Regions from separate parts of the Mus musculus genome. Here region 2 is linked to region 1. The links are chromatin contacts, called in public promoter capture Hi-C maps. All regions are on one chromosome and are shown on one strand. The core of a region is the stretch at or near the end of the contact, and the rest is flanking DNA. Distances in the headings are between cores, read along the strand shown.

Region 1 (2,899 bases), core at 366-2,865:
GTAGATGCATTTGACCTTTAGTTTACAGACAAGAAACAAATAGGGACTTGGGTTTTAAACAAAGACACCATGAAATTCCACCCTGCAGTACACTTGAAATGTCGACAGTGATTCACATAAATCACAGCTTCTATTTTCAAGTCCAAACTTTGACTTCTATCCTCATGAATATTATCTGAACATGATAGTATGCTGCAGCTATTTTTCTTCTTAAACAGCAGTTACTAGAATGTTAAACTGTCCACAGTATCTCGCTACTTTTATGAAAAGAAAATTGATTAATTTCCTATTCATATTTTTTGGTCACAGATGAAGCTATTTTTAAAAAACAGATAAACTTACAGTGCTAAAAGATAGAAGTTGGATGAGCCTGGGTATTAGCACATGGACGTTATTAGAGGATGTACTTTAAAGACACATTCCTTGTTGGGGGTGGGGAGAAAAATGAATTATATGGAAATATGAATGGGAGCATGAGGGAGGATTTTGAAACAATTTAGAATAAAAACACGAATCCTGCTGGAAATCCCTTAGATCCACAATTGTCTTTCTGCTTTCTTTAATTTGGCCGAAATGAGGAAGTTGGAAAGTTCTTATCTTTAAAGGAAGGCTGACCAAATTTCTCAGATTATCTTTGAATATTTCAGACCATTGACCTTGGCAAAGTAAGGGAGTGGGTGAGGACACACAAGGATGAGTCGGCAGTGTCGGAAGGGATGCAGGGAAGGAAGACAAAGTGCATTTGAGAGTCCAGTGTGTGTGTGTGTGTGTGTGTGTGTGCGCGCGCGCGCGCGCGCGCTTTAGGGTCATCATCAGGATTTTCAACATGTGCCTTTATATGGCATTTGGGTCTGAGGCAATGTCTTTTAAAAGCCCCGTATTAGAGGGATGTATCATTGGGTAAGGGCTTGAGTTTGAAATTAAATAGGAGGATACTTAGACTTTCTTAAAGTGGAATTACTCATGTCACAAAACCCACTGTCCCTTTGTAAGTGGTATTAAGCACACTAACAGATTTCTTGAGCAGGCTGCATCTTTAGGCTTTATCCTCAGAGACTCAGATATACAGAATGCAGGAAATGCACCCGAACCCTCCGTGTAAAGCATCTTGTAGGTGGTAATAGCCATACAGCACAACATCTAGAGATGAAGGTATGGATCTGGCAGTTGGAAGGGACAGCACCTAACACTGTGGTTTTGAGGAATCTGCGAGGGTTTTCAGGAGCCTTGAGAGACTGTGGAGAGACCTTAGAGAATATTGTGAGTATTTCCATTTTTATTCTAAGGCAAATCTACAAACAGCTTCTCCCTTGGCTCTAAAACAGGTATGTATTACTGGGGACTTCAGATAGCACTTTTTGTGGAAATTTTGCGGCAAGACGCGTTATCTCTTTTGTCAAGTGCCATCTGTCTGTCTCCATGGGACTTACGTATGCTCAACACCTGGTCTGACCTGAAAGGTTTGCGACCTTTTCCCTTGAATTACACACAGCAGCCTGAGGGCTGAATTAAAAGCTGTTGAACGGGCTCCTGCAAGAGACAGGAAAGGGGCGGGATACCGGAGACCACTCACTGCGCATGACCGGCCCGCGTTGCCATGTCAACCAGGAAAGGCATACCCGGAAGAAGAAGCTCGCGGCACTCAACTACACCAAAGATTGTGCCCTGTCGGCTCCTCTTTACTGGTTCCAGACCCATTTTTGACCAGAGCAAAGCAGATGAGGAACTGAGTCCGAGACAATGGGGTGGCCACCTGCTCAGAAGCCGGAGGACTCAAAAGAAGAGCACGGAGGCCCGGCCCAGACGGACGTCTGTGCTACTCAAGTTTCAGAAGAGTTCCCCGGGTCCTGTGCAGATGAGGTACTGAGTTCTGGTTCCATCAGCTTCTCTGGAGAATTACAATCCTATTCACACACCTCTGAGAGCCCAGTCGAGACCAAAACGCCGACTACAAGTTCGGAAGAGCAAGACGAGCAGTCAGAACTTTCACTCTTACAGAAGGATGAAAATAAGCTGAGTGAAATGTGGATCAACCATCTCAAGAGCAAAGAAATTCATTCTGAAAGATCTCAACCCGACCGTAGACTCCCACCAGAAATCCCTAAGGAATCCGCAGAAGAACTGGATGCCCTGCAGTCTTTTTGTACTAAAAAAGTAAACTTGATTCACCAGAGACAGGATTTAAGAGCTAAGAAAAGCAACAGACCCAAAAGGCTGCAGCTCAGATGGATTGCAGAGACCTCAGAGGTAGATGCTTTCAATTGTACGATCCCTGATGAACTGTGGAACAGAATCTATTTGGAAAACACGAGAGCGACTCTGGCGTACATAGGGGCGATTACGCAACACATTTCTTCGCAGTGTCCCAGCTGTAATAGCAAAAGAGCAGAGCTGGCTCAGTCTGACTTCCTGAGACGAAGGAAAACTTTACTGCAGTCACTACTACTCCAAGAGAAAATAGATGAACACCTTCATACCACAGACTTTCTCACCCGTGTTGGAGAAGCACATCAGGGCTTCCCCAGGCTTTCAGATGATCCTAGGATCATCTGGAAGCGACTGACTGAGAAAATGCTGAAGGGAAGCTCCGGCTTTGGGCGGGCATATTCAAAGCAGGTGTAGGAAGACTGTACAAGTCTTTTTAATGATTCTCAACTCACACGTCCAACCAGATAGGAGGTGCTGACTACTAATGATGATATGTACTATGCCCAACCAGGGGATGGTGACTATTGGTGATTAGTGATAACATGTGTTGTGCATACATGTACCTGGTGTGGATTTGAGTAATTACCATCTCATATAGAGGAAATTTAGAAACTAATGTAAGATTTACTTCTGCTTCCTTCACTGAAGTCTAAATCATTAAATCCAATAGATTTTTCACATTATGGAAGAC
Region 2 (3,185 bases), core at 285-2,784, 3.5 Mb after region 1:
ATATCATGAATGTGAATTATAAAACTGGGCTGGTATAAACCTTATTTATACAAAGTTCATGACTCATAACAAAATCAAGTTTTAGACAGTTCCTTTTCTCAAGGTATACAGCTAATATTTAGAGGATAAAAGCACCACACCGCCGATTTCCCAACTGAATATAAATTTCACTAATTAAGATTTGCTCCGAGTTCAATTCACTCCACACAAAACTTTGAACCATTTCAAGCCAAAAAAAAAAAAAAAAATCAACAAAATCAAACGTTTCATAACAGAATGCTTGCTTTTATTCTTCTAACAAAACATTTAAAAATCTTACTCATTCAAAGCAGAGCAGAGGAAACATTTTTCTTAAAAATGTTTTGAAAAGCCATTAGGCAATCTCAGAAACAAATATAGCGGGAGGGAGAAAGAAAGAAAGAAAGAAAGAAAGCAAGCAAGCAGGTAGGCAGGCAGGCAATGAAATGTGTACATTTAAAAATTTCTAATTTCAAAAACTGGCAACCCAAGAGAGACCTCACGTCTCTGCCATCCACACAAGGTTCACGGTATACAATGGTAAGATAATTAATCAGACGGACAGGGACCAAACACACAATAACCCCCGACAAAACCAGCGAGTTAAAAGAGGGTGGCCTGGTGTCCCAAACTCCTAAATGTACGCTGGAGAAAACAAAAGGTGATGCAGGGCACGCCTTCTTTCTTCCTCCCCTCCGTCCTCACACCGGTCCCTACACGCGCTCTACCGACACACTGTACTTTAACCCTGCTTTCCTCCACCCGCTCTTCTCTACTGCGGTCTCAGGGGTCCCTCCAAGGGGCAGCCAAGGCCTTCTCATCCCTGAGGTCGCGCGTCCTCCGTGGGCGAGCAACGTGGAGAGAGCACGGCCGCCTTCATGTCAAGGATAAGTCGCTCGGCTGGCCGCCGGCCAGGAGCAGGGTGCCTATTCGCATGGCCTAGAGCCAGACCGACTACCCCCAAAAACCACTGCCGAGGACGAAAGCCACCGGGGCCCCAAGTAGGCCACCGCCCTCCACTCGCAATTTCCTTCCCACAACGAAGTCCCAGGTACAAAGCGGTGGCGTCATCACTGCGCGCCGCGCCCCTGACAGCCCCCACCCGCCCCCCGCCCGTTAGCACCGCCGTCCCCCCGGGCTCCCCGCCTCCGCCAGTTCCGTCCCACACAGCCACGCTTAGGCGGGCGCCATCGCGCGCGCCAATCTCGGGCTCCCCACTCCCAGCCCCTTTTCCCAAGGCGCCCCAGCACGCCCGGGCCCCCGCCGGATCTACTTGGGTCTCTGAGCTCGCGCTCCTCCTCCTCCTCCTCGCCATAGAGCTAGCACCCGGCGGCGGCGGTGGCGGTGGCGGTACCGGCGGCGGCGGCGGGAGCCCCATAGACGCCTCTCGCCCTGCGAAAGGGGGAAAGGGGAGCTGGAGCGGCGCTCGGCCCAGCGCGGCGACGTCGCTCCTCGCACGTCCCGCCGAGGGCGCGGCCTGATGACGCCGGGCGCCGGGTGGGCGGGGCCCTCCCTCAGGAGGCGGGGCGGGCAGGTGACGAACGCCCCGGCGTTGGAGCAGCTGAGCCGGCAAGGCGACCAGGCCTAGCTAACTGACCCCGGGGTGGTGGTGGCCCGGAGCACACCGGGGTTCCGTCCAGCCGACGAGTCGCCCTTCTCCAGCCGCCCGCAGTGGTAGCTCGGACCCCCGGGGCCAGGGACTCACGAGCGCGGCGTGTGGGAGACGGCGCGGCCCCTGGGCACCCCGTCCGGGCCGTGCTCGATCGCCCGGGAAGCACTGGGCTAAGCGAGGAGCAGCAGGCCAGAACCTTGTAGGGCCTCGGGCCCGGGGACCCGAGGAGGATGAGCTGGCTCTTTCCCCTGGCGAAGAGCGCGTCATCCTCCGCGGCTGGGTCCCCTGCCGGCCTCACCAGTCTCCAGCAGCAGAAGCAGCGGCTGATCGAGTCACTCCGGAACTCCCATTCCAGGTGACGACTGGTGGCTTCGGCCCAGGGTAAAGTAGGACGGGAGGGCGGGCTGCTTGCAAACACACCGTGTGCGAATCCGTAGGCCGCTCCATCAGCTGCCTCCTGTTGATGGGTCTTCCAGTGGGGTTAAGCGCTTGCTTCCCTAGTTTGTGTCCCTGGTGCCCCACCGCTGTTCAGCTCCTCTCTTGACTTGGCTCATCTCCACTGACAAACGGAGTCATCTCTCTTTAATCTGTATACAGCACCCCTAGCTCACACGCTAATTTTCCTTTTGATCTACCTGATTGTAGCATTGCCTTCGAATTGTTAACATGCTAAGAGACAGTTGGAAAGATAATTCCCAACAGTTTTATGAACTGAAAATTTAAACTGTTGCAACGTCAAAGAAAAGGGAAGCCAGTGTTTTTAGTTAACTCTGTCCTGGTGACAATCCTTTTGAGTCTGTAATTAAAGCTCACCCTGTTCCAATAACCTCTTTCTGTCTTGTAATTGTTAGAGTCTTTAGACTTCTCACTTTCTTCTATTTGGCTCCACACTTAGGACTTGCCAGACAACCATCTGCATTATCTGTTGTCTTTTGAGTTTGCTTGTTGTATTGTAGTCAAACTAGAAATACAGGAAATCAGATTATTTCGACTTTTTTTCTTAAATATAAAATTGTTTGCTGCAGTCTTTTTTTTAAATTAGATATGTCCGTGGCTGCTACAGGCTTTCAAATATTAGAGCTGCTTTGCGATATATGGATTTTACAATTAACTAACAGCTTCACAGCACATTTTATAAAGCATATTAGAGATCAACATGATTAAACTCTAGACTTTCAAAAACCTTGTCACATTATACACATTATAATATGTTATACAATATAATTATGTATGTATACATACCTACTCACACATCCATGAGATAATAACATCAAGTTATTGAACACACCATCAAGGGCTATTTTTGTGTTACACATCTATTTTCTTCCCAAGCAAGTAAGCTATAACCTAAAAAAACATTGTCTAAAGAAAAATTCACTACAAAATCAGTTTGAATGAGGCCTGTTGCTGACTGAACTGAGTTTCTTGGTTGTCAACTTCATTTTTGGTTGTAGGAAAGTTTCAAAAAGTCATTTACTGTCTTTTTAAGTAGAAAAGAGTAGCTATCCTTTATTGTTGGTTTCACTGTGGAAAATTCAACTCATAAAGTTGTCCC

The links. Promoter capture Hi-C pulls out the DNA fragments that hold promoters and counts their contacts.
Region 2: a promoter capture Hi-C map of pre-B cells shows a contact between it and region 1, with 4 times the contacts expected there. The contact joins the promoter of Vps37a here to the promoter of AI429214 in region 1. A contact is called at or near these places in 3 of 39 promoter capture datasets (hippocampal neurons, maxillary cranial neural crest and pre-B cells).

Annotation. Positions count from the first base shown.
Region 1 is chr8:36,991,960-36,994,858 of GRCm38.p6, forward strand. It overlaps AI429214 (expressed sequence AI429214), which reads left to right and starts at 1,616. Exons shown (of 1, transcript NM_001039220.3): 1 at 1,616-2,899. The coding sequence starts at 1,741. The coding sequence ends at 2,622. The region is part of intron 2 of G630064G18Rik (RIKEN cDNA G630064G18 gene); the gene reads right to left.
Region 2 is chr8:40,510,249-40,513,433 of GRCm38.p6, forward strand. Vps37a (vacuolar protein sorting 37A) reads left to right here and starts at 1,535. Exons shown (of 12, transcript NM_033560.3): 1 at 1,535-1,985. The coding sequence starts at 1,861. Cnot7 (CCR4-NOT transcription complex, subunit 7) reads right to left here and starts at 1,506. Exons shown (of 7, transcript NM_011135.5): 1 at 1,292-1,506.